Linked DNA regions of Mus musculus: all the other regions are linked to region 1. Evidence: chromatin contacts called from public Hi-C, HiCAR-type and HiChIP or PLAC-seq data. All regions are on one chromosome and are shown on one strand. Each heading gives the region's core, a stretch centred on a gene start, on an enhancer-like site or on the middle of the called end of the contact. The rest is flanking DNA. Distances are from core to core; before and after follow the strand shown.

Region 1 (3,760 bases), core at 448-2,947:
ACTCAGCTCTGGTAGGGTGGTAATGGGGAAGGGACTGGTAAGGGTGGGTGGGACTGGGAAGAGAGGAGGGAGGGGGGTTGTGAGCCGATGTAAAGTGGATAATAAATGTGTAGCTCATGTACTGTTATTAGTTTGCAGTTGTGTAAGTTTTTAAAAAATTACTTTTTATTTTACACGTATGGGTGTGTGTTTGCCTGCATCCTGTGCATGCAGTGTCCTTGAAGGCCACAGGAGGGCATCAGATTCGCTGGAACTGGAGCTACAGATGGGTGTGAGCCACCTCTGGGAGTTGAACTCAGGATCTCCAGAAGAGCAGTCATTACTCTTAACGGCTGAGCCATCTCTCCAGCCCTATCCTGTCACTTTTAAATGTTTTTCCACAAGTAGTTAAAGTATTTTAAGTATGGTTTGTATTTCAGATGGAATGGTGCAAGGCTCATATTAAAAAAAAATTGATGACAAGATTCTTTTTGTCATATTTATATTGACTAGAAAAACTACATAGCAAAGATTTTATGTTGGTTTAATGGACACTTTATATGCATCATCTCATTAAGAACTGTACATTTTAGAGGTGGGTGTGGTGGCTCACACTTGATATTGATAATATTGTCATGAATCTGAGGTTAGTCTGGGCTGAATAGTGAGTTCCAGGCTAGCTAGGAGCTGGTATGGGATCCTGTCTCAAAAAAGCCGGAAACTGTGCTTAGCATATCTTAGGTCCTGACAGCAATTTGTTAAGTGAATGACTCCAAGGAACTTAAGTGGAGATTTCAAATTAATTGCCCTCATTCCAGGGAACAAGGGAACTATTAGACTCACTGATAATCTGTTTCTAATAGGGCTATATTTCTAATTGGGCTAACCATTTCCAACCAAATAAGTGCTTCTGGATAGGCATTGTAATTTGAATTTCTTGCTGGTACTGGAGAATACACAACTCCGGACTGTGTGCTAAGGGAAATGGGGCAAATGCCTCTCATCTCAAAGTTAATGGGTTGGCGATGATGTATGCAAAATTCTCTGCACGTAAGGCACGCAATAAAAAGTAGCAATTATTAAACATTTCCTATTATTAGACACATATTAACCACTGGTGACGTGTTCTTTCTACAATGCACTGGGCCCTAGTTGTAAAATCACTCCTTGTAAACACAGGGCCCCGTCGAGATTGAGAGATCAATGGTTTTATGGGGGAATCGAGGAGACTTAAGCAATTGGAATTCGCACCGGCTGAACCAGTGGAATTTGACGAGGCAGTCCAAGGTTCACAAGCATCATGGATCAGAAGGGACTGATTTTCAAGTCCCTTTGGATTACTCGATGTTTCCCGTTCGCCCGACATCATCATTTCAGGATCCCGAAGCTCCAGGCGCTCACAGCCCGCTGTGGCACACACCTGCCTCCGCCCTTCCCCTCGAACGCCCCCGTACACACTCACCCGGGCCACAAGATTATGCGAGCATCCCACACAATCACTCGGGGTTCCTATAGCAGAGACAAGAGCAAAGGCTGCTGGGAAGTTGACCTTTCACTCCTCCTCTTACTTCAGTTCACCTATTTTGACTCTGGCAAATGAAGCGACGAAGACGGTAGGAGGGGCGGGACTTGGCGATGGCCATCCCGTGCCGATTGGATTGAGGCGGTGCTGGGGGCGGGCCGTGTAAGGGGCGGTGTCCCTACCCGCGGGAGCCGCGGGGCTGCGCTTGCGCACTGGGTGCGCTACGCGTGCGCGGTGGGCGGAGCGCGCCTCTACCTTCTTTACCAGCCCAGGCTTTCCTAGCTCTGCACAACGCCGTGTGCTGCTCCTGTTTCATTGCCCTGTCGCGCAGTGTCGCTGCCGCTGCGGAGTGGGCGTTCAGTTTTCGGGTCGTCATGGCTGGCTACGAATACGTGAGCCCAGAGCAGCTGTCGGGCTTTGACAAGTACAAGGTAGAGAAGGCGAGCAGGCGGTCGCCCATCTCCCCCGCGCCCGGGCCGCGCCCTGGCCGGCGAGGGGCCGGCGCGGTCCGTGTCACCTTGCGCCTGCCGCGTGGCGCGCCGGCGGGCGTTGTTGAAGGGGATTCTGGGGGCGGGAGGTCGCGGTCGGGAAGCTTGGGAGCATCCTAGGCCGGCCGCCCGGTCTTGGCACCCCGCGGGAGACTGCCTTTTCCTTAGAGAGTGGGGTGAAGAAATTCCTTTCTCTCCTTTTCCTTATTAATTGTCACTGCGGCGGGTTTTCAGCCTTTCCCAGAGAGGGTGTTGTTCCCTTCTTTTGGTCGTCGTTTGAATGAGCTTCTCACATGCCTCTCAGTGCTTACAACTTCAGAGATCTGGATGGTCTTTTAGCGGATGCTAAGGGAGGGAAGTGACTTTTTCAGGCCTTAATGCAGATGCACTCCACCCTACCCCTGGAAAAGGGCTTTCACTGAGGCTCGTAGCGCTGGCACTGCAGGTTAAGACGTTGTGCACTAGAAGAAACTGTATAGTGCAAAGAGCGCGCGGGCTTTGGAGTACATAGAAACGCGATGCCAAAGTCAAGTTTCTTCTTTTGGCTTTGGACGAGTCGTTGAAACCCTACTCAGCCTCTCTTTTAGGCTCTTTAGCCTAAGTGTGAGTTTCTCTTGTGCTTAGTATATTGGAAAGGGTTGAAAAGAGTCTGGCACGGCATGAACCCCCAAGAAATGCTGGTGGTTCCAGCATTCTGGGGTTGCAAAATACAGATTTAGTAGTCCCCCCAGGGAACTACTGGCCATCCAGGTGTCTTAATGTGAAATAATGAGGTTTGGTGTTTCATCTTTGGTAAGCCTTTCTTGAGGGCAATCTGTTCCTTTATGAAATTAGTGTGTGCCGAATAGAATGTCCAAATGATGAGGCTAGTCCTGTGGGTAGTAGTCATCCAGGAAACATTTGTGCAATGAATTAATATTTTGGGGGGAAAAATCTTCATTTTGTTTAACTGAAATAGAAAAAAAAAAACCCAGGGGCTTTAGAAGGCCCTAGGATATTCTTCTTTGAAGCAGTGTTGGACCATACTATTCTGAATTAAGGTGGTGACTTACCTTAAAACTGTAACTGGGAAGGAAGAAATTGCAGAGCTTTCTTAGTGGCTTGGGTCAGAAGGCTGTTAACCCAGATACCTCCTGTGTGTGTTTGCATCACCCTCTTGGTTATCTGTGCTGCACTGCAAAGATTGGCAGCCAAAATATTTTCTTCGAAAATGAGTCTTGACTTTTAGAGCAAGTTTTTATAAAGTGGCAGCTTTATTCAGTGAGCCTAGTTTTCCTCACCGTCTTCTCTAGGTTTATAGTCCCAGCTAGATAAAAGTCTTATTTTATCGGACATCTCGGTGTGGTTTTCTGTGGCTGTCCCTTCCTTATCTGACTCAGCTCCTGTGTTTGACAACCGGTTTCCTATCGTTCTGGAAAACAAAGGTCAGTTTTGCAATCGTCCCAGCAGTCACTAAAATGTTGATGTTATTCTAGTTACAGTGAGGCTTTTTTTGGAGGCGGGATCCAAAATCAATCACAAATGTATAACCTTAAATTCTAGTAGAAGGCTCTCTGCTGGATGCCATACCACATTCATTTTAAAAGAATGAAACAGAGGCATCCAAAGGGAAAGAAAAATCTGTGTGGTCAGTTTTGTTGGCACGTGAAATTGCACACAGAGATCCTTTCTTTCTCATTGCCTTCTCATTGTGTGGTCTTCAGAGAGTACATGCTTTATAACGGATTAAGACACCACCCCCAAGCATGCAATCAAAATACTTAAAGAGGTT
Region 2 (3,760 bases), core at 538-3,037, 960 kb after region 1:
ACCCACTTCCTACCTGTTGTCGATCTGGCTTTCTAAGGAGCCTCCTCAGAAGTGTGGGGTCATCAGCTGGGGTGTGCTCGGGGACACGCTTCACTCCTAAAAGTTAGGGAGATGCTTTCAAGACTCTATACATCTCGAAACGGGAGCGTTTGGGTAAGTGGAGTGTGAGAATGAAGAGGAGAGAGATACCTGAGGTGGTTTCTCCAGCAGTGCTGGGGCAGGCCTGAGGAGGGACGCCTCCTTGTTCCCCTTTTCTTGCCTGTTTCAGGGCCCGCTCTGCCTCCTGCTTGGCTCTCCTTTCGGCGCGAAGTTCTGCCTTACTCCGGCCAGCTGGAAGTTTCTCCCCAGCAGTACCTCCCAGCTGACTACCAGGTCCTGGGAGTTCTCTGATTGGGTCTATGAAATACAGAGGGAAGAGGTGCCTGGGCTCTAGGACGGTGATCTCTTTGCCCCAACCAAAGTTTCCCTTTTATCTATTTTTTTTCCCTTTCTTGACTGAGGCTGGAATTCATCAGAGATCCACCTGTCTTTGCTTTGGCCTTAGTTTCCCTTTTACCTTATCTAAGTTTTTTTTTTTTTCCTTTTTTGACTGAGGCTGGAATTCATCAGAGATCCACCTGCCTTTGCTTTGGCCTTAGTGCTGGGGTTAAAGGTGTGCTGTAAGCCACCACCAGCCAGCACCATCAGGCTCTGCCTTCCAAGTAACCGCTTTTGTACTTGCTCAAACCAACTTTGTTCTATCTCCCTTTGCAAATCCCTCATCCAGCATCCTACCCCCGGCCGTTTAAAGCGTCCCCGCACCTTGCCGTTGAGCTGCAGACACAGCAGAGCCAATTTCTTGGTCTGCCCCCTTTTCCTCCTTCCGTTTCTTCTTCTGCTGTTTCTTTTCTTTTCGAAGCTGAAGCTTCTCTTCTTGGGTCAACTCCCGCCCTGCTGCCTGAGACACAGACACGGGAACTGCTCTACCCCAGGCCATTCCAAAGGTTTATCAAGATGCTTACTAGATTCCCCCAAGGTTAAGTTCCTAACACTCTCTGACTTCTGTTACAAGTCTACGTAAGTAAGGAGAGAAACTTCTTCAGTCATAGTCACACACCGTTAAGCTCTGTAAAATCTCCCAGTTCTACTAAGAGATGAACTGAAAAGGATGGGAGATGGGGCCAAATGAAGGTGACACAGCTTTCTGTGTAGCTCTTGACAGGCGACTTAGGAGGTCTCTCCCTCACTTACCCCGGGCCGAGGAGAAAGTTCAGTCTTCATCTCGGATCTCGATTCTGCATCAGAAAACAGGGCACAGAGTGAGCCAGACAGGCTCCGGGAGGACTTGGGGAGACTCGTCGGCGCAGCTGGCTGCTGGGTTGGCATGACCACAGCTCGGCTGCCGGGCGCGAGGCGCTCTGGGATCCGCGTGGGGACGCACTGCGCGGCAGGATCAAAGGACAGGCGTGGGAGGAAAAGGGTCAGTCACCCTTCTGGGAACAGCCGGCAAGCAGCACCCTGCTGCGCCCTAGATCTTGTAAACCAGAGTCCCGCGACGTGCAGAAACCCGGCGGCAAGGCCCAAAGGCGCTCCGGACCCCGCATCAGCGATCCAGTGTTCATCTGCTCTTCTACCACTTGGTGCATCTAGCCCTTCACTCACCTTCGCGAACAGCCACCGCCACCGCAGCCATGACTGTGGGTCCTAGGCTCCTCCCGCCGAGGTCACTCACACTACAGCGCCACCTGGGCTGCTGGCTCCCCTGATGCCTCCCGCGGAGTCAGTCCCCAGCGGACTACAACTTCCGGCGTGCACTGGGTCCCGCCCAGGACTACGGGTCGCGGTGAGGACCAAAGGATGTTGGGTTCCCAATTAGGAGCGTCTCCGGCGCTCGACTACAGCTCCCAGCATGCCGAGGTTGCTGCTCGCAGAGCCGTCATCCTACAGCCTTCCCACCTCGGAGTTCAGGCCCACCAAAATGGCGAGCTGGGCTGCGGAGACGCGCTGAGTGGCAGAGGCAAGCGAGCAGAGGCGCTGCGAACCTGGTAGTACGGAGCTCTGCCTTAGGGAACATGCACTTTTCCATTCCTGAAACGGAGTCCCGCAGTGGGGACAGCGGCGGCTCCGCCTACGTGGTGAGGAGGTGCTAGAAGCTGGGCCAGGGCGGGGATAACGGGCCGGAGCTCTCGGAGCGGCCTCCAGCCTTCGAACCTCACTGGAAGCCATCTCATGTCTCAGTTTCGTACTTAAGCCACCCCAAGCTCCAATAGGTTCTTCTTTCCCCGGCCAGGCCGCGACTGCTCTGGCGGTGGGCACTATTGTCATCTCCGGGAGGGATACTGCCGCACAAGCGCCCGAGTGTCCTCGGGACTGGGCCTTCTGCTTGAAACCCGGCCCTGGGGGAAAAACAGGCTAAATCCCGGGAAGTCTCGGAGCGTTGCGCAGACGGATATGTCAGGCAACTTCCGGACAGGTTTCTGGGGCAAGAGGTGGTTTGCACGTCGATCCTGAGATGTTTGCCTGCTTTTGTGTCCTCAGGCCTATAACATTCACGTGAATGGAGTCCTGCACTGTCGGGTGCGCTACAGCCAGCTTCTGGGGCTGCACGAGCAGGTGGGACTAACAACCCTGTCTAGATGCAGCTTCAAGCCCTTCCATACCCACGGACATTAATCCCCTTTCATTACATCACCCTATAATCACTGCTACAGTGGAAGGTGGACTTTGTTAGCGTGACATTTCCGGAAACTCTCTGAGCGGCTTGTCTCTCACAGTTCCTGTACTTCCCTATACTCACACATCCTTCCTTCTCTGAGCTGTCTCCTTTTTCATCCTTTGCCCCTGCATGGAAAAACTGAACCCTGTTAGTCAAAGCACATTCCTTCTGGCACCTAAACTATAACTTGGGAATTCATTCCCCGGATTAATACAAACCATTCGCTGCTTTCCTTGTGTGTTCTTGGTCCCATCAGTGTATAAGATGTCCAAATGTTTCCCCCCTCACCAGATAGTGAGCTCTGTATAGATAGTGAATCTCTAGAGAGCCCTGTTTCTACTAGATGTCAGTCCTGAGCAAGTTAATTTCTTCCCGCCTCAGTTTCTCCAGATAAAAAGTAGATTCTTGGATCAGCAAAGTCCCTTCAACACACTTGAGTATGCTATGACTTTATTATCTGTGCACATAAGTGTTCCCTATAAATGTTCTCTACTGAGCAGTCTTGCTATGTAAATCAAAGGGCTCCTGGACCCAGGACCCCATGAAAAATCACCCTATAATGTCTTCACATGAACACATACAAGAATTTATACCTAAGATCTTTGGGGGTCCTGACTCTGCCAAAGTCATCTTTTGTCACACGTCTTTTAAAGAGTTGTTAGAAGAACCCAGGAGGACTTGGGTGAGTCTTAGTTGTCACCACTCAGTTCCTGTGTTATGTGAAGAATTGTATCTCTTTCTCGCCATAGCTTCGGAAGGAGTATGGGGCCAACGTGGTTCCTGCATTCCCCCCAAAGAAGCTGTTCTCTTTGACCCCTGCAGAGGTGGAGCAGAGGAGAGAGCAGTTGGAGAAGTACATGCAAGCTGGTGAGTGCACGGGTAAACTCTAGGCTGCTGTGAGCGCACGGGGAGAGATTGAAGTCAGGTGGCTCTGTCAAACGCCCCATCTTAATGGTTAGATTTAGGAAGTCTCTGGTCTGATGTTACTTAACCAGCAAAGCGAATAGCCATCACGGACTTTAAACTTTCCATATTAGTAAAGAAATGTGGAAACTTATCTCTGTG
Region 3 (3,760 bases), core at 859-3,358, 860 kb after region 1:
TCAGAGCCCATCTCTGTTCCATGAGTTATGCCACCTACTATGCAAACAAGGAGCCCAGTCTAGTGGGACATAACTGTATAACACGACTTCTACCAGGGAGAAGCTGGGGTGGGGTGGGGCTGGGGGTCTGAACAAATTACTGTAGGGCACAGGGGAGGGAGGAACCTAATATAATGGGGATGAACAGGGAGGGCATCCAAGGAAGACAGAAGCCCTAGAAGCCACTCCTGACAGGTGGGATTGTGATGTCAAGGTTTGCAGCTTGGCGTTTAAGCAGGGTACTGGGTGAAGGGCTGAAGCAAAGGGCTCAAAGGATGGAAAGAACAGAACCCCTCATTGGCAGAGCAAATATCTTCACGTTGAAATGACCTTGATGGTGGATTGGGAGAAAGAGGACATAGAAGTGTCTAGACGCTCTGCCAGGCACTATCATAGGAGGGTCAGGTAAACAGGCCGAGCCTCTGAAAACCCTGCAGGGTTTGGTGACTAATGGTCATATGAAGGTGGAAATGGCCCAGGAGATCAGGATGCAGTGTCAGGAGGCATGCTGGGCAGTCTGGGGGCTGTGGTAAGTCACCTTCCTTGGGCTTGTAAGGTGAAACACAGCAAGCCATCAATGTAGCCGCCCATCAACAGGCTGCCTCCTTTTGTTCGGCATCAAGTGGGCACTAAAGGGCCTCTCTGCTGGGGTGTGGAGGTGTGACTATGTTTTGTCCAGGGCTAGCGGCCGTTTCTTTCCCTAGCTTTCTGAAATTCCCCGACAAACAAGAAAACGATATCTAGCGTGGGGGAAACAGTGAGGCCTGGGGTATCCCTTGGGCGAGTAAGAGAGGTTGATGCCAAGTCAAAGGCTATGGGAATAGATGCCTGGGACACAGCTGGAGCCCCACAAGCTGCCCACAACTATAGTCGCCTGCAGCCCTTCTCTGCTCCCCCATTCCCCACCCACTCAGGTTTAAGGCCCCCTCCCAAGGAAATAATCGGTGACACAGAAGACCACATCAGAGACAAAAGGAGAAGACTGGGGAGGGAGAATAGAAAGAATGGAAGAACAGAAGGGAGGGGAAAAAAAGCCTGAGACCCTGTCAAATCTCAGAGACAAACAGACAGTCTCCTTCAAGACAAAATGGCCAGAGGAGGTGGCCAGGGAGGGCCTGTCGCGGTGGCCACCCGGAGATGGCAGGGCAGACGGAGCCAGCGACGAGCGGCGGGCGGCGAGCGGCGGGAGGCCCGCGGGGTGCGGGGGAGGTTCTGCTGCCGCCCCCGGCCCGCTGTCCCGGCCGCTCCGCGCCTCATCTCACACCTCGCCGCCCCCGGCCCCGTCTGTGCGGAGCCGGGAATACCCCCCGCCGCCCATCCCGCACCTGCTCCTTCCTCGCCGCCCCCTCGCTCCTTGCGGCTGCCCGCTGAGCCCGGGCGGATCCCCAGGGCCGGGGCCCACAACTGGCCGCTGCTGGATGGGGCGCCCTGAAACCGGGGTGCGGAGAGAAGGGTCCGGGGCCTAAAGCTGGGATTCCAATGCCCGGAGGCGAGGCGCACGGAGCAATGCGGACATCGCCGCACCTGGCCCGCTCGGTCCGACGGAGCGGCGGAGGCGGCGCAGGGGTTAGGAGGCTGAGGGTGCCGCGGCAGGGGACTTGCTTTGCCCGGCCAGGAGAACATGGGGTATCGCGGCAGAGGCGGGGAGTGGGGCTGTCTGCGGCCGGCAGATCTGCGTCGCGAAGTTGGGGGGCCGCGGGGAGCTGGGGAGGCGGGCCGGACCCGCGCCAAGGGAGACAACGAAATGGACCGATGGCATCAGTCTGGCGCCCCCCGGGCTGAGGGCCAGCCCAGGTCTGTCCTACCTCTTCAATCGCAGGCCGCCGCCAGCGCTGCTGCGGTCTCGGGCACTCACTAGGCGGGTGGTCTCCGAGCCTCCGGTGGCCAGAGAAGGCTCCATGTCCCCGCTGCCCAGACCGTCTAGGCCGCACAGAGGGGGAGAGGCGGGGCAGGCCTTGCGCCAAATCCGAGCGGTCCAAGGACCACTCGGACTCCCCGCTGGGCCACCAGTGTGGAGGGAACTGCGGCGACTGTGGCGCTCGGAGTCCGAACTGCAGAGCCCGCGGCCCCGGGAGCCCCGCCCCAAGCGGGGCGAGCTCCCCAAACCCCGCCTCCAGGCTCCCCAGTCTCTATCTCCCACGCCTAAGACCCGCCTCCAGGACCCGCCCCCAAATCCAAAGTCCATTTCCCCCGCGCCAAATTGTGAGATGGGGTGGGGTGGAGGTTATAGTGGTGGTGAACCGGCACAGCGCCCTCTCCCCAAGTCCCCCCCCACCAGTTCCCAGACTGGCTCTTCACACCTAGGAACCCCTCTGACATCAAACTTTTTGAAGGTACACTGCCCTATGCATGCTGGTTTAGTGACGTTGCCCCACCGCCCAATCATTCTGTGGCTCTGGCCCCCACGCGGAGGTAGAAACAGGTGCCAAATCGATCTGGAGAAAAACAGAGAGAATCTGGGGTGAGCAGTGATACATTCCCAAACAACTCTAAGGACTCCAGCCAGCAATCCCACTGCGGAGGCTCTGGAATAGGAATGCATGAGCAAAATCTGCTGCCAAGCACTGTACCGCTAATTATCATGTGTGTGCGTGCGTGCGTGTGTGTGTGTGTGTGTGTGTGTGTGTGTGTGTGTGTGTGTGTGTGTGCGTGTTTCAGGGACTTTGGGTAACAAAAACCTTCCTGATGTCCTTCAACCCATATATTATCCTTACTTTCCAGACGAGTAAGCTAAGTCCCAGAAGCATACAATGCCACGTGACCTGGAGCAAATGTCCCATCCTTTCCCCCACCTGGGTCCGATTAGCGCCGGGCTAGCAGTTGAAGCGCCTGGGTTACCTAACCTTCTCATAAGGAGGTTTGGGCGGCGGGAGGTGCTCTGTCACCTCTCGAGGGTCCACGATCACTGTTTATCGAGGGACGCTGCTTGTTCGATTTGTCAGCAGGTAACTCCTTCCTTACCTACTTAACTGTAACGCGGTGCTCGTTTGGGGAAAGACAACGGCCCAGAGAAAGGACTCACTTACAAGCCGTCGGTGGCCAAGGCTGAAGTCGAAACTTTAAATGCTCAGTGCTCTCTACTCCTCGCACCTGCCGCCACTGTAGGATGAAAGGGGAGGAGAATTGGATTGTACACTTTCAGCTGTGACAGTCTGTGAAGAGGAGGGGCCGTGGGAGGAGGGGAGAGAGCAAGGACGGAAAGAGCGCTTTGGGGGGTGGGGGTAGTGAGTCCAGGCAAAAAAACCACCAACCGCATCCTTTGGAACACACCGAGCTTTCTGAATTTAAGGCCCTGGGATTGAATACCTGCCCTCAGCATGGTCGTTCCAAACAAGGAGATTGTGTGTGCATTTCCAAAAGGCAAACCAAACAAAACACAAATGAGAAAGTCAAAGACACCGCGAGCGCGCCACACACAGTGTCTGGAAATGATGGGGTTAAGGCGGGAGAGCTTCGCGGAGGAGGTGAGGCTTAAAACGGGCAGGCTGTTCCGGCCGGGGAGAGTGCGACTAGGTTCGCGCCAGATTTGCGGGGCGGCGTGCGCAAAGGGATGGTATTGAGCGGAGAAGCAGAGCAGAAAATCCAGCCTGCACGTCCTAGGCGCCGGCCTACGCCCACGCGCGCCTGGGGCCACTGTCTGCCTTCCCTGTGCGATGGTGTCTGGACCAATGGGGGCGCTCTCTTTCTAACCTCCCCAGTGGTCTTGAGGGCCTCAGCTTGC
Region 4 (3,760 bases), core at 373-2,872, 690 kb after region 1:
AAGGGGAGCAGGGTAAGTCGTTAGACTCTGGAAGGGGCCAGGAGCTTGGGCCTGGAAGACTATAGTCCTCAGGCAGCCTGGGCAGCAGGGATGGGGACTGGAGTTTATTTATGAGCATCCATGCTAACACTATCTCTATTCAGGAGCGGAGGGAGCACCAGCAGCCCCTGTGCCTAGGGTAGCATTTTCAGCTGCCCTGAGTTTGCCACGGTCAGAACCTGGCACAGTCCCCTTCGACAGAGTCTTGCTCAATGATGGAGGCTACTATGACCCAGAGACAGGTAACTAAAAGGCCGACGGGTGGCCTAGTGAGGTAACGGGTGAAGCTGAGCAGTACTAATGCCTCCTTCACACCTCTGCAGACAAGTACAGCTTTTCACTTGTAATTACAAAGACCTCTATTCTTTCCATGCACTCACACCACAGTTAGGCAAAGAGAGAGTGGGGGAGGGGAGGAGACATCCACACCACACGGATCTTTACTGGGACAGACTCCAGCACACACTCTGCAGCAACTGCTGGAGATGCAGCAGGGGATTCCTACAGTGTACAGTTAGTGGAATAGCAGGGAAAGGACGGGTGGGCCACTCCACAGCCAGGAGTGCTGTACCCACTCTCCGAGAGACCTTCCTTGTCCCAGCCAGCGTCTCCCCTCCTGACTGTCATCCTTGTCTCCAGGTGTATTCACTGCACCACTGGCTGGACGCTATTTGCTGAGCGCTGTACTTACTGGGCACCGGCATGAGAAAGTGGAAGCAGTATTGTCACGCTCCAACCTGGGCGTGGCCCGCATAGACTCGGGAGGCTATGAACCCGAGGGACTGGAGAATAAGCCTGTGGCCGAAAGTCAGCCCAGCCCAGGCGCTCTGGGCGTCTTCAGCCTCATTCTGCCACTGCAGGTCGGAGACACTGTCTGCATCGACCTGGTCATGGGGCAGCTGGCACACTCCGAGGAGCCGCTCACCATCTTCAGCGGAGCCCTGCTCTACGAGGACACAGAGCTTGAACAGGTGTAGACAGGGTGGACCCGACCACCAAACTTATCTACAGGGGCCGCAGAGCCACCTGGATGGTGGCTACCCACCAAGGCAAGGGCAAGTCTGGCGACCACGTCCCGCTGCGGTTCAGGCATCCAAATCGGTCACTCCGTACGTTGTGACTGCGTGGTCTATGGGACCGAGGCATCTCCTCTTGACCTTTGGCCTCATTGCCGTCCCCACCAGAGCCCTCTCCGGGACCCAAGCTGCGGAAGAGGAACCTACCCTCCAGGGCTCTCCCCAGTCCACACCACCGTACTAAACTATTCAGGAATAAAGACACTTTTTTTTTTTCTACAAAACATAGCTATTCTGCTCTAGTACATGTTTGGGGGTAGTTAAGGGACAGGACAGGAGGAAACAGAGTTCTACGGAGGGAACCTAGGCTGGTGATCTTTGGGTGTGCTCCCTACTAAGGGCACCTGCGGACTCAGGGTCACGGCCACCGGTCCCCACAGCGGCCGCTAGGGGGCGCTAGGCCAGAACCACTGCGAAGGCTGGCAGCGTTCCCCGTCACGTGACACCGTTAATCTGGCGCGGGGGGGGGGGGCGGGGCCTCGGCCGGGTGGGCCACCTTGGCGGGGCGAGGGAGAGAACGCTTGCTTCTGTGCTCCGCCTGCGAAGGCGAAGTTTCTGTTGCCAGACTGTGCTAGTCCGGGTGGTCCAGGGTCTGCAGCAGGCGCAGAGGGATCGGAAAGGCGATGCATTACTAGTGCGCTTTCGCTTTGACAGCTGAGGCGGAAAAGTGAGAGGGCCTGCCATTGGCCGGGCTAGGTAACCCACCCTTGCAAAGCAGAAAGCTCCCTGCGGGAGGAGTTCTGCACGCAGAGGAGGAGCCAAGGTAGCCAGTGAGAAGTTGGGACACGGTCCTCCAGTAGATAAGAGGCAGAGCCCAGCAGGAACCCCCTCTGCTTGCGGGTAGGAAGCTTGGGGAGCAGCCTCATGGAAGAGAAGCAGATCCTGTGCGTGGGGCTGGTGGTGCTGGACATCATCAATGTGGTGGACAAATACCCAGAGGAAGACACGGATCGCAGGTAGGGGCGCCCAAGCCCCTCGGAGATCCCAGGGCCGCTGTGGTCCTGTCTTTTTGCGTGTCACTGCTAATCGGCTGCTAAACCAGGGATAGCCCTCTGTCTCCATGTGGTGAGGCCTGAGTTCAGCTTGGCGTTCTCTGTCCCGGGTCCCTAAGGGGTACTCTGTGAGAATGAAGACATGAGACTGGAGACCTTTAAAACCAAGACCCAGGGGGTGTGTTGTTTTGTTTTCGGAGTCTTGCTTTGTAGCCCAAGCTGGCCTAAACTCCTTTAGCCTCCAGAATTAACAAGAGTGCAAACGTATGCCTGAATCAAAACCCAGGCTTTCACTAGTGTGTTGTTGGCTGTTTACCATTTCAATCTGCCGATCATCAAAATCCTCAGTTTACAGAGAGGGCTGTAATGATTTTTTTCCCTCCTGAGCCCTCACACACCTGATAAGGTGCCAGACAAATTTTCCTCACCCCAAACCCCCAGGTCTCCCAACTCCTAGCCTATGCACTTCTAATTTACCGCTTACAGCTAAAATAAAACACCAGGTCGCTAGCAGTGAGTGGTATGTGATGTTAAACTACTCACATTTAAAAGCCTGGCCCTGGCGTTTGAGCCTTGCCTAGCTCAAGGACTGGCCGGCAGTGTAAGCAAAGCTGGAGGCTCTCTGGGTCAGACAGGGAGAAACTTGGCTCCTGAGCCACAGCAGGCTTTCTCCTGGAGCTAAGTGCCAAGAGGGGTCTTTACAAAGGTGGGTAAACATCTTAGTGGATGTTCTCAGAACATTCTCAATTGTCTGGTAGAAGTTAAAGTGTCCTTTGATGGCTCTTATCTTTGCTCTTGATAAAGGCCACTCCAATGTGCTGCTGTGCCGTGAAGGCATTCTGTGGGGTGGCGCACCGGCTTTCTCTTGGCGTGGTCTAGCACCCTGAACAATGAATGTTGTATCTTGGATATTAGTTAAAAGGAAGTTCAAGGTTGACCCCTGGCAAGACACTAGCACGCTGACAGCATTGAACTCACAGGGTCGGGGTCGGGGTCGCGGTTGGGGTGGGGGACTGGGTGCTCTTTGGGCTTTGGGTCCACAGAGTACTGTTGCAGGCTCCCTGGGAACTGTGAAAGACCCTTTCCTTAGCTGAGGAAGCAGGAGATTTGGAGGAGTGGAGTAGCACTTATCAAGCCACATTCGTAGCAAGCATCAGAGCATGATCATAGCTCATGTATGTCCCCACGTTTAGTGGGTGGCTCTACCTCCCGCCCTGATGTATTCCGTGTCGGTTGCTGCCCATCTTGGGGGGTTTACCCTTTGCTTTCAGTTACTCTTTTTGAGGTTAGAGCCCTTGCCAGGAGCACAGAGACAGTGGTACAGGAGCACAGGGTATGTCTGTGTGTGTGTGTGTGTGTCTGTCTCTCTCTCTCTTAAAAGATTCATTTATTTTATTATTTTTATGTGTATGAGTGTGTGTGTGTACCACATGCAGCCCTGATGCTTGAAGACGTCAGAAGAGGGCATGGGATCCCCTGGAACTAGAGTTACAGATGTTGTGAGCCACGATGTGGGTGTGGGAGTTGAATCTGGGTCCTTGGCAAGAGCAACAAGTGCTCCAATTTTTTATTTTATGAGCATTGGTGTTTTGCCTGCATTATGTCTGTGTCTGTGTGAGGATGTCCGATCACCTGGACCTGGAGTTACAGACA
Region 5 (3,760 bases), core at 758-3,257, 660 kb before region 1:
AAAAAATCTTTATTAGAGAAACTGCCAAGGCATGTTGCAGGTAGTTCTGCATTCATTCTGAATTCTCAATAGAATGAGAGCTCTGTCTCCATGGCTTCCTTAGTGTGTAGTAATGTCACACCATCTGTTAAGTAGGAATCTGTATCTATAGGATTTTGATCTACCTCTTCCCCCGGCCTTTTAGTCATTACATATTTATTCAAACAATTACAAAAATATTGGGGCTCTTGTCACTGTTGCCAATACAGCACTAAACTTGAGGTTGGCAAGATGATTCAGCAGTAAATGTGCTTCCCATCAAGCCTGACGACTGAACTCACACTCTTGAATACACTTGGTAGTGGAGAACAGACTCTTATAAATTATCCTCTGACATTCAAATATGTGTACATACACACACACACACACACACACACACACACACAGAGCCAGTGAGAGAGAGAGAGAGAGAGAGACAGAGAGAGAGAGAGAGAGAGAGAGAGAGAGAGAGAGAACTGGTAAAATGATAGAACAGATGAAAAGTACCAGTTGCTTGCTACCAAGTCTTATGACCTGAGTTTGATTCCTGGTACCCATATAGTGGAAAGAGAGACAAGTTGTACTCTGACCTCCACATGCACATCATGGCATGCACCCTACCCCATAAACACTAAGTAAACTAAAATGTACATTTTTTTAATTAAAAAGAGGACTGGCTTGTATGGTGGTACAGATCTTTAATCCTAACACTAACAGGCAGTGGATAGAGGATCACTGTGAGGTCCAGGCCAGCTAGGGCTATACAGTGAGACCTTATTTCAAAAACAAAAAATTAAACTGTGCTGGAGACATGGCTCATAAGTTAAGAGCACTTGTTGCAGAAGAACTGGTTTCAGTTCCAGATCCTACATGGCAATTCCAGTTCCAAGAGATCCAATGCACTGTCTTGTACCAAGCACACACACATAATTCACAGACACGTAATATACATGCAGGTCAAATATTCATACATATAAATAAATCTTTTGAAGAAGAAACAAAAACAAAGCAAAACAAGATGTCTTCTATCATGTGCACATGGTAATGCATGTGTATGTGATATATTTATGTATCTGTATATATACTTGTGTATACACAATATACATAACATATATGTATGTACACAGAGCATATACTATATAATACTGTGCATGTACATGACATATATGCATAATATATATTTTTTTTATGCATGCCATGGCATGTATTTGTGTTAAACTCTATGTATATGCATACTGTTTTATGCATATGTATATGTGTATATATGCATGCATACATGATATATATTTATGTTGGTTTGTATGACATATGTGTATGTATATATGTTGTATATGACATCGATTCATTTACATTACTTTGTGTATATTTATGTTTGTGCTTATGTATATGTAATAGCACGTTTTTATACATGTACATACATATATTAAACATGCATAAGTGTATAGATATATGATAGGGTATATTTGTGCATTATGTATTTATGATGCATTTATACATTTGGCATGCATTTATATATATATATATGAATATGTGAATATATATATGAATATAACTTTCATTTGTTGGTGTGCATTTGTGTATTTGTATGGTGTGTGTTCACGAATACCTTTGTTCGTATAACATATATTATTCGTCTCTGTCTGTCATGGTGTAGAGTCTCTGCATTAGTAACCTGTTCCCCCACATCTAGCTGGAGGGTGAAAGCGGCCTCTTATGCAGGGCTTCCGGTCTCCAGCAGTGCGCGCGACCCGGTCGGCGTCAATGGGCGGCGGGCGGCGGAAATCGTCTGGTGGCATGACGCACGCGCGGAAGGATGTTGCACCCGCGGAGCCGCGCACGCAGGCAAGTCCAAGGGCTGCCGGGAGGAGCACCGTATTATCGATGGCGGCCCTGGCGTCGGTGCCCGCGCTCGCGGGGGCTGCCGGGAGGAGCGCCGCGCCGTCGATGACCGCGCACGTTCACGGGACCGCGCGCGCAGTGCGGGCGGTCACCATCTTGGTACCTACGGCAGCGCGGTGCAGGCGCGAGTCGGGGCGTCCCTCGCTTGACGGTGGCGCGCTGTGGATAAATAAGCAGCGGGGACAGGCCGGCCTCCAGCGTCGCCGCGCTCGCGCCCGCGTGCAGGGCGGAGAGCGCTGAGCCTCGGGGGGGGCGGCGCGGGACAGCGAGGCCGCGACCCTGCCGGGCCCCGCCCAGCCCGCCGGGCCCGCCCCCGGCCGCTCCGCTGCCTGCCGGGCCGCGCAGATGGGATAAGCGGCGAAGATGTTCAGCTTCGAAGGCGACTTCAAGACAAGGCCCAAAGTGTCTCTCGGTGGCGCGAGCAGGAAGGTGAGGCGGTGCGGCCCGAGGTGTTAACCGAACCCGGGTCTGACAGCACCCAGGCGGCGCTGCTCCGCTGTAAGGTGTGGAGCGAGCTCCAGCCGGGTGCGGCTGCGGTGCAGTCCTGACAGGTTTGTGAGGAGGCTCCAGAGGAGCGCTGTCGAGCCGCGGACTGAGCGGCTGGGTCATTCATTGCGACCTCGCGGCCGCCTGCCCAAGGGCCGCAGTTTTGACCTGGAAGCACGTGCACTGGCAGTCTGGCTGGGGGCGTTACACAGTTAGCTGTCCAGCAGGGCGAGGCAGGTGCCCCCGCCCCCATTCCGCCCTTTAAGAACTCTTTACAAGCTATAAACTTGACATACCCGCTCCTCACAAAGCTTGGAGTGAGTGCCTTGCCCTCAAGAACAGCTTAGGGAAGAGTCCCTCGTGCCTGTGAAGTGGGAGGGGGCAGGTAGGACAAGGTCTTTGTAATCTGCATCGCGCTTTAGCTTGCCCCACTCGGAGCAATACAGAGTTTTGCCTGCCTGAGGCCTGAGGCCCCGGTCGCTTTTGGACCTTTGCTTGGTGATGGTTTTGACACTGGTCGGCTTTTTGGGGCTGTCTGAAGGATGAAGGCAATCGGCCGTGATGCTCTAGGCCGAGCCCGGAATCCAGACAGGATCCCTAGAGTTGTTAAAAGGATTTTTTTTTCCCATTAGGCGAAATTTTAAAGCTTTATTTTAAAAATTTATACATATGAGTGTTTGCCTGCATGTATGTAATGTGCACCACAGGCTTGCTTAGTTCCCGCAGAGGTCAGAAGAGGGCTTCCGATCTCCTGGAACTGGAGTTAAGGACACTTGTGAGTTGACATGTGGGTAGTAGGAAGAAAACCCAGACCCTCAGTAAAAGCAATAAGTGACCTTAACTGCTTAGCCATCTCCCTAGCCCTTTAATGTAAAATTTTTTGTCTTTTTTTTTCCCCCAAATTATTGTACGTTTGAGAGCAGTGTTGCTGAGCCTTTGCTCCAGCTTCATTTTATAAAGGATTTTTATCTGGACACACATTTGTAAATGGTCACTCCTGAAAACGAATGTCCCATCCTACCCATAATTGTTCTTCACCAAGCAAACTGCTTTTCTGACCAGTTTCTACAGGTCACTTTTAACGTTGAGCTTCGTGCAAACGAGGTCAGATGAAGCTTGGTCAGCCTCTGTGCCTTGCTTCTTGAGCTAGGTGCTTTCTTTGATAGATTCTTCCATCCCACTGTGTCCCTGTTAGTTCAGGACCTGAAAAAACCATAATTAACCCATCCTGGTTTTCATGGGTGCTTTGGTGGATGTTGCTTACACTGTGTTCTGCTGGTGCACACTGCCCGTTACTTCCCGAGTTGATGTGCCCACTACCCTACAGCCAGCAGTCTGAGGGCACCACTGACTCAGA
Region 6 (3,760 bases), core at 408-2,907, 660 kb after region 1:
AATCTAAGTAAGATTTCAAACCACCTCTCTACCTAGCTGGGTGTTTCAGAACTGCGACTGGGGGAGGGTTCCTGGACCCAACCACTCCGCCAGTCAGAGCAGACTGCACAGAGGACCTGGGCGTTGAGTTTGTTCCTTTGTTTAAAAAAATGGGTGAGCTTTCTGTGAGCCAATAGAGGGCTGGCCCTGTGAGGAAGAGCAACAAATACGTGAGCCAGATAAGGGGTCAACCCATCACGGCAGAGAAGACACTTGGTTGGCAGTGAAGCCCAGGTGGGGCGGAAACCTTTCCCAGACCTCGACCATAAAAGCGAGGTTATAAGCGACTAGGGCAGGACCTGGGACTGCACCCAGCCAGTGGGCTCGGAGAGTAGGAGTCCGGGCCGCCGCTGCATCCCAGCGTCCAGGGCATAGGGGTCCCTCGCTCCCGTGGCTCGGTCTTCCCTTCTGGCCTGGGTCTCGGTGAATGGACCCCGACACTTCAGCTGACGGAGCGAATGTCTTTCGCATCATCAGAACAACATGCTTTATATACTTTCATCACGCCGAAAACCAAAGGAAACCTGGAGCAGAAGCAGCATTCGTAGTCCCAAACACCGAAACTAATGTCTGCTTAGCGAGAGGAAGGCCGCCCCAGCTTTAGCCTCAATCCGGCTCACGGCGAGCTCCTGCCGCAGGGTGCGAGCCTGCAAGCCCGCCTTTCTTCTGGCCCGGGATCCTTTAGTTTACGCAGAAACACATTAGGGAAAAAAAAAAAATCTTGGTAAGCATTAGAGGGAAAACTGCAGCAGCCCGACGCAGCGGGGCCTTCGATAGCTCAGTTGGTAGAGCGGAGGACTGTAGTCAGTACAATATGGTAATCCTTAGGTCGCTGGTTCGATTCCGGCTCGAAGGACTTCGTGCACTACTTTTAGTTTACCTACACCCTAGGTCAATTGCTCCGTGGGGGAAACGCTTACTTGAGGATAGGCAGTGTATTTTCCTGGCTACGTTGAAAACCCCTTGAGTACATATAGCAGTTAAGTAGTCGAAGTACAACGTACCTTGTTCGCATATTAGGTGTTAAAGCTATAGTGACATGTACTTCAAGAAAAGTCCTTATTGCTTATGTATGTATTACATGGCTCTGTTTCAAAATCTTGCTGAGGGCTCCATCCTACTTTATATTGTGAACTACATTAGAAAACTGAGTCTCAGGAAACCTTGTAAAGGTTACAGGAAGGTACAGCACTACAGCTGGGGGATTAGCTCAAATGGTAGAGCGCTCGCTTAGCATGCGAGAGGTAGCGGGATCGATGCCCGCATCCTCCACTTCCTTTTACACACCATCAGGCTCATGATCTGTTGTGTCCACGTTTCGTTACACAGTAGAGCTAGGAGCACGGTAAACAAAGATCGGCTTCACATGCTATTTTCTTATTCACAGGTAAGTCTTTTCCTGTTTCCTGCTCACTGCTCTGTCTTTCCCGCCTCGGGGAGGCGGGCCGTTAACCGCCTACAGAGAAGACGCCTAGTGAGCCGCACACGGCGGTGGCCCGCGGAAGCCCCCAAACGGCCCCCTCACAGGTACCTGCCAACGTGCACGGAACCCTGCGTGGCGACCAATGGCAGTGCGCTTTACTGGGCGGGTAGCCAGCTGCAGCTGCGGCCAATAGGCAAGAGACTTCTTGTTTCCTGGCAGAGTGGGGTCCCGGCACCGCGGCTCTCTGGTTTTGTGTGGGTCCCGGGTGGAGGGCCCGGGTGCCGGGGCCCGAGGTGCCGCCTCGCTAGCGGGAGAGGGAGCGGGAGCAGCGGCCCGGAGAGAGGTGAGGGGCTTCGCGTGGACTGCGGCCCCGCCGGCAGGCCCCGCCCCCTTCTCAGCCCGCTCTGCCGGAGCCCCCGTCGAATGCCACCCCGCCCCCCGGCCTGCCGCGGCCGGCCCGCCGACCCCGCCTTTGGTTGACTCCCTCTGCTCCTGTGGCCTCACCTCTGACCCCTAGGACCCGCCTTCCTGTCCGCCAGTGTACCTGTCTCGACCCCTCCCACGCTTCCAAACCCCACCCTGCCCTGGACAAGCCAGGCAGCGCGAGGGTCCTCGCGAATCGAGGAGCTGCCTGCTGCTTCCAAGCGGGACTCTACTGGCCCAGCCTTCCTAGGGGTGCTTAGGACGCCCGTTACCCACACCTTCGAGGGTAGCTTTTGCACGGGCTCGTGTCTACAGGGCGGGAGGATGGAAACAGACCCTAATTGGAACTGAGGTTCAGGGCAGGTGAGCAAGTGGCTTTGGCCGGGCATAGGCTACGTTTTCATAATAGGCGTAGTAGAGGAAGGGGGTGGTAGCAACGCTCTTCAAGGTCTCCGAGAAACGAGTATAATTACAGTCGGTGCTTGTGAAGACAAAAGAGGTAAAGAAAGGAAGCTACCATTTACACTTAGAAACTTGGTTCTTCTTGCTCCGGGCTGTCCAGTACAAAGCCAATATAGGAAATTTTAATATGGCCTCTCCCTCATAGAGTCAGTGGCAACCACCCGACCTCGAGTCTCTGCCTCTTAGGTTGTTAAAAAGCTTGAGAATCTAGCGTTTTCCAACTCAACTAAGGAAGCTAGTGAGCATTCGATTGGGGAACGGTGGTGATGTAGTAAAATAGGGTGTTTTTAGGTCGCTCATACTCCTTGGGTGTCCAGGGACAGAGTTGTGCTTTCTCTTGATCTTACTGAAAGGCTACTTCCAGGTTTTCTATGAATAAGAGCGTTTTGCTTCATAGAGTAGAAAAGACATTTCTCATTTATCCAGACATACCAAACACATTGTTTCATTTTCTGCCCTTCCTCCCTATCCCAACTTTGATTTTTTTTCCCCCCAGCTCTCAGGGCCTGTGTGGGGCAAGAGGATGCTTTCCCAGCCCCACCATGGAGCTGCGCTGTGGGGGATTGCTGTTCAGTTCTCGCTTTGATTCAGGGAACCTAGCCCATGTGGAAAAGGTGGAGACTGTGTCTAGTGATGGGGAAGGCGTAGGAGGGGTGGCAACAGCCCCCGCTAGTGGGTCTGCTGCTTCCCCTGACTACGAGTTCAACGTGTGGACCCGGCCTGACTGTGCTGAAACGGAATATGAAAATGGCAACAGGTATGAGGACTGCAGGGGGTGGGAAGGCCGAGTGCTTGGATGCATCCTATAGTCAGGCATTGACTTTGAGCACCAGCACAGTATCTCTTGTAAACCCTCCCCCCTTCCCTCCTTACCAGATAGCCCTTTGCTGTTTGGACTTGATTTGATTCAGCTTTCCCCACATCCTCTCCCTGGCCCTCCCACAGCCAACAGCTGGTCTCTCTTTTGGCTCTCAGGTCATGGTTCTACTTCAGTGTCCGGGGAGGGACTCCAGGAAAGCTTATCAAGATCAACATTATGAACATGAACAAGCAAAGCAAACTGTATTCCCAGGGCATGGCCCCCTTTGTGCGCACACTGCCTTCCCGGCCACGCTGGGAACGCATTAGAGAGCGGCCCACCTTTGAGGTAAGTTCTCCAGTAGGAGGGAAGACTGGGTGTTGGTAGAGGAAACACATTTTTGAGAGAGAGGACCAGGCAGCTTTTAGTATCTTCTTTCTTCCACCCCTAGCTGGGGTCCAAGCTGAGCCCCTGCTTCAGCAAGCCTGAAGAAGCTGGTTCTCATGTGGAGAGTGTCAGAGGGAGGGAGTTGGTAAAGGTGAGAGAGGCATGAGGTCAGTTCCCAGCATCCCCACAGGAGGAGCTCAGTGCTGACACAGATGACATGTTTGCCC
Region 7 (3,760 bases), core at 523-3,022, 640 kb after region 1:
GAAAATACAGAAATTTACATTAAAATTTATAACAGTAGCAAAATTACAGTTATGAAGTAGCAACGAAAGTAATTTTATGGTTGGGGGTAACTCCAACATAAGAACTGTATTGAAGGGCTGCAGCATTAGGAAAGTTGAGAACCACTGAAGTAGACCACACGTGCGTGGCAAGGCTTGGTGAAGGTGGTAGAAACTTTGGTTAGGATTTAGACTTTTTTAAAATTTTTATTATTTTATTTATGTATCTGTGAGTCTTTGTGTGTGGGTATGTGCACAGAAGAGGCCATCAGCTGGAGCTATAGTGGGGAAGCCAGTTTTGTTTCTCTTCCCAACATAGGCCCTCTTCTGTGATGATACCTGTGACAGCAGGGATTGGACAAAGGACCATGTGGTGTCTGAGTAGAGGGAAACAGCATCTGAAAAAGGAACTGACTGCTGATCAGCACAGATACCTTCCTTGCCAAATACATTCCATCTCAGAACCCCTAAGACAGGCAGCTATGGCTGGGCCTAAAGGGGATGGAGGACACCAGAAGGCTGCAAGGGTTGGTCATCCCTCACCTGCCTTCTTTCTCTGTGACCCATCCTTCACACAGGCCTGGGTGCTGTTTTTTAAGGGTCATGTCACCTTTTCCCTCTCCAGTTTCTAGAGTCTAGAGAATAAACTCCAGATTTGGCGGTCATGATCCTTTTCCAATTGTATGAAGTCATGTCGAACTACTTTCAGTTTTGTTATATAGTCTACCACTCTAGACCTTTGCCTAAATTAATAAAGCCATACGATTGAAGCAGTCTCTCCACAAGCCATGATCCCCAACCAATGAAAATTCTCCCTTCCTGGGAGTCATCTCAACTGCCACCTGTTTCAGAAACCACTTCCCTCCCTCTCCTAGGGCTTCAAGCATCCTTCAGCTGAATAATTTACCCTGTAAGAAAAGTGGACCACTCCTTGTCAGTGATGGTTTATGTCTTTAATCCCAGCACTCAGGAGGCAGAGGCAGTCAGATCTCTTGAGTTCAAGGCCAGCCTGGTTACAGGGAGAGTACCAGGACAGCCAGCTCTACACAAAGAAACCCTGTCTAAAAAAAAGTAACCAAGGAGGTTTGGGGGGGATAATGTGTACAGCAGTGCGGGAGCATGAGTTCCACACAAGCACACTAAGCAACATATTTCCTTAAATGTGATATTTTCATTGCTGTTTTATCATTCATCATGCTCCCTAGCTGGGATCATTCAAGTTTTGTAGGCCGTCTAGGGTCGGGACCTTGCTGTGTGATTCTTTCAGTCTAGGGCTGAACATCTGGAACATGGCATGAGCCAGAGCCTGTCCTTTCCTGGCTGCCTCCAAAGGGATCATGGCCTGGCTGCCCCAGACTTTTCTCGCCCTGCCATTGAGCTACTCTACTAAGTTTTCTCAGTCTTTCTGCCGCTCTACTTTTCTCCCCCAAGTCTGCATCGTCCCACTCCTCGGCAATTAAGTTTGTTGGCCGCCAAATACGAAGTTTAATTGCTAACAGACTACTACTTTCTAAGAAGTAAGAACACATTTATTCCTCAAATTCTCCCGAGGTGAGAACTATTTTCATTCCATCCTTCAGGAGCATTGCAAAGATAAGAAAAAAGGGAACAGTCCCATTTCCATGCGGGTCAGAGGCGAGCCCGCCCGCAGGTGCAGGGTAGGGATTTTTGCGCCCCAGGGGCGGAACCTGGCCGCCGCCATCACTCCCCAGGCGCTCGGCGCGGCGCCGTGGCGCGAACGGACTACGAATCCCAGGGTGCCTTGCGGCGGCGGAGGCAGCAGACGTGGCACCGCGCGGAGGTTGTCCGGGGCCGAAAGCCGGGAGGTGGTGGAGCTGAAGTCATGGCGGCCAGATCAGCGGGTAGCGGTGGCTGGGAGGTGGTGAAGAGGGGCCGGCGACCTGGAGCAAGCAGCGGTGGGCGAGGCGGCGGCGGTGGCAGTGACCGCCGGGCGCTCGGGGAGGCAAATGGAGTGTTGAAATACGACCTGAGCTGTGAGTATCCGCCGCCGCCCACCTGGGCCTGTGGGGCAGGGGCACGGCGGACAGCTGCGGGAGCCGGGAGCCGATCCTCGGGAGCCCGGCCACGGTGACTCAGGGACAGCACGAGGAGAGGTGGTCATCTCCGCTGCATAGGTCGGAAGCGGAGGTCCAGAGAAGCCGATTTTCGAGTCTGAGGAGACTGGAATTCCGATCTCTATCTGTCCAAGCCTTTGCACACAACCCTCTCAGCTGCCCCGGCCCTCACTGGCCAGGTGTCTGAGCCACGGAGCAGAGGCATCTGGGATCCTACATGGAGCCCCTTCTTATATAACCAGCAGGTGTGAGAGGAGTGGATGAGAAGGCCAGCACTGGGATGAATAGCCCGACATATTCTCCAACCAGGAGTTAATTTCAGTGTCACCTGTCCCCACAATCTCCAGAGAGGGAGAAAAATTTTGCCACTTGTTGAGTATATAGAGTTGTCATCTCAGAACTAAGAAGAATTGGGGGTGGAGGCCGTGCTGGAAAAAGTGTGGTCTAGTTCCCATATACTTTAATTGTTTAATAAAGAACTGGGAGGGCCTGGGACCTGACTGTGGTGGTTGAAATCAGCCACCCGGAGGGCTCTTTCCTGTTTTTCTAAGCTGCTTCCAAGGAAGAGAGGGCTTGGGCCAGAATCTCCCTCTAAATGACTTAGGTGCCTCTACAAAGAAGAGACCACTGTACAGTGGGATCTGGGGTCTTAAGGGTGGCCTGCTGTTTTCTACCTGTCTTCATTCCAGCACCAATCCAGACTACAAGCACTCTTTATGAGCGTGGCTTTGAGAAAATCATGAAACGGCAGAATAAAGAGCAAGTTCCACCCCCTGCTGCAGAGTCTAAGAAACCGATAAACAAGAAGCAACCAAAGAAGGTGACAGCTGTTCCTAGCCAAAACCAGAAACAGGGCCCATTCCGACGCCTGGAGGACGCACTGAAAGCGGTAAGTGTGCCTAGGCTTGGGGACTGAGAAAATGGGGACTTGGGACACTCAGGGGTGTTCCAGACAATATGGAGATGTGGAAGGAAAGAATGCGTGCACTTAGAATAGAAAGAATGTTGGTATTTGTCAGAAACATAGGTGAGCAGGAAGATGGAAATCCCAAGAACAAGATGGAGACATTAGAAAAGCTGGTTTGGAGCCAGGCGTGCTGCCGCACGCCTTTAATCCCAGCACTCGGGAGGCAGAGGCAGGCGGATTTCTGAGTTGGAGGCCAGCCTGGTCTACAAAGTGAGTTCCAGGACAGCCAGAGCTGTACAGAGAAACCCTGTCTCGAAAAACCAAAAAAAGAAAAGAAAAGAAAAGCTGGTTTAGATTCTCAGCTCCACAGAAGCAGTGGTCTCTCGTCTCCTGTCTTGCCCTCTGTTCTTGCCCTTGAACATGAACAGGTCCTACATCGCAATGTGGGGCACTGAGATCATCATTCTCAAGGGTCCCGCCCCAGGCTTTCTTAGGATCTGGATCTGGCAAAATTGTAGGATTCCACATATGAAAACCTCCTTTAGCCACTTTCCTACCCCTGTCCCACTCCCCTTCCTCTTACAATTCACCATGGAAGTCTCTGCCCTGACAGCTGGATGTGGCAGCTCTGCAGAAGGAACTGGACAAGAGCCAGAGCGTGTTCACTGGGAACCCCTCCGTGTGGCTGAAGGACCTGGCCAGCTATCTCAACTACAAGCTCCAGACTCCACGGATGGAGCCCACTCTGAGCCAGTATCCA

The links. A called contact is a pair of places that touch in the nucleus more often than the background predicts. HiCAR-type assays count read pairs that join an accessible place to other places. HiChIP or PLAC-seq counts read pairs in DNA pulled down with a chosen protein or histone mark.
Region 2: a FOXA1 HiChIP or PLAC-seq map of pancreatic cancer cells shows a contact between it and region 1. The contact joins the promoter of Eif2b4 here to the promoter of Selenoi in region 1. A contact is called at or near these places in 1 of 39 promoter capture datasets (pre-B cells), 1 of 484 Hi-C or Micro-C datasets (muscle stem cells) and 2 of 115 datasets of contacts at active chromatin or transcription factors (microglia and pancreatic cancer cells).
Region 3: a contact with region 1 is called in an H3K4me3 HiChIP or PLAC-seq map of neural tube, with 4 times the contacts expected there. The contact joins the promoter of Slc30a3 here to the promoter of Selenoi in region 1. A contact is called at or near these places in 1 of 39 promoter capture datasets (pre-B cells) and 3 of 115 datasets of contacts at active chromatin or transcription factors (embryonic forebrain, large pre-B cells and neural tube).
Region 4: a contact with region 1 is called in an H3K4me3 HiChIP or PLAC-seq map of forebrain, with 4 times the contacts expected there. The contact joins the promoter of Khk here to the promoter of Selenoi in region 1. A contact is called at or near these places in 2 of 115 datasets of contacts at active chromatin or transcription factors (forebrain and large pre-B cells).
Region 5: a Hi-C map of muscle stem cells shows a contact between it and region 1, with 5 times the contacts expected there. The contact joins the promoter of Ube3c here to the promoter of Selenoi in region 1. A contact is called at or near these places in 1 of 39 promoter capture datasets (pre-B cells) and 1 of 484 Hi-C or Micro-C datasets (muscle stem cells).
Region 6: an H3K4me3 HiChIP or PLAC-seq map of forebrain shows a contact between it and region 1, with 3 times the contacts expected there. The contact joins the promoter of Agbl5 here to the promoter of Selenoi in region 1. A contact is called at or near these places in 1 of 39 promoter capture datasets (cranial neural crest) and 2 of 115 datasets of contacts at active chromatin or transcription factors (forebrain and memory CD8 T cells).
Region 7: a contact with region 1 is called in a HiCAR-type map of astrocytes, with 2.1 times the contacts expected there. The contact joins the promoter of Tmem214 here to the promoter of Selenoi in region 1.

Annotation. Positions count from the first base shown.
Region 1 is chr5:30,230,884-30,234,643 of GRCm38.p6, forward strand. It overlaps Selenoi (selenoprotein I), which reads left to right and starts at 1,698. Exons shown (of 10, transcript NM_027652.3): 1 at 1,698-1,932. The coding sequence starts at 1,876.
Region 2 is chr5:31,191,352-31,195,111 of GRCm38.p6, forward strand. Eif2b4 (eukaryotic translation initiation factor 2B, subunit 4 delta) reads right to left here and starts at 1,788. Exons shown (of 13, transcript NM_010122.2): 1 at 1,642-1,788; 2 at 1,231-1,274; 3 at 802-937; 4 at 190-396; 5 at 14-96. The coding sequence starts at 1,672. Snx17 (sorting nexin 17) reads left to right here and starts at 1,953. Exons shown (of 15, transcript NM_153680.2): 1 at 1,953-2,114; 2 at 2,518-2,592; 3 at 3,445-3,562. The coding sequence starts at 2,052.
Region 3 is chr5:31,091,419-31,095,178 of GRCm38.p6, forward strand. Slc30a3 (solute carrier family 30 (zinc transporter), member 3) reads right to left here and starts at 2,109. Exons shown (of 8, transcript NM_011773.3): 1 at 1,845-2,109. The coding sequence starts at 1,939.
Region 4 is chr5:30,919,937-30,923,696 of GRCm38.p6, forward strand. It overlaps Khk (ketohexokinase), which reads left to right and starts at 1,623. Exons shown (of 9, transcript NM_001310524.1): 1 at 1,623-2,071. The coding sequence starts at 1,980. Emilin1 (elastin microfibril interfacer 1) reads left to right here. Exons shown (of 8, transcript NM_133918.2): 6 at 1-12; 7 at 144-281; 8 at 679-1,339. The coding sequence ends at 1,016.
Region 5 is chr5:29,567,235-29,570,994 of GRCm38.p6, forward strand. It overlaps Ube3c (ubiquitin protein ligase E3C), which reads left to right and starts at 2,008. Exons shown (of 23, transcript NM_133907.3): 1 at 2,008-2,346. The coding sequence starts at 2,281.
Region 6 is chr5:30,887,277-30,891,036 of GRCm38.p6, forward strand. It overlaps Agbl5 (ATP/GTP binding protein-like 5), which reads left to right and starts at 1,658. Exons shown (of 16, transcript NM_001374737.1): 1 at 1,658-2,248; 2 at 2,844-3,104; 3 at 3,323-3,494. The coding sequence starts at 2,890. It overlaps Gm35795 (a long non-coding RNA gene), which reads right to left and starts at 1,679. Exons shown (of 2, transcript XR_376844.2): 1 at 1,571-1,679; 2 at 1-718. It overlaps n-TYgta9 (a tRNA gene), which reads left to right and starts at 807; the gene lies at 807-895. n-TAagc15 (a tRNA gene) reads left to right here and starts at 1,239; the gene lies at 1,239-1,311.
Region 7 is chr5:30,867,807-30,871,566 of GRCm38.p6, forward strand. It overlaps Tmem214 (transmembrane protein 214), which reads left to right and starts at 1,773. Exons shown (of 17, transcript NM_144525.4): 1 at 1,773-2,012; 2 at 2,783-2,982; 3 at 3,614-3,760. The coding sequence starts at 1,862.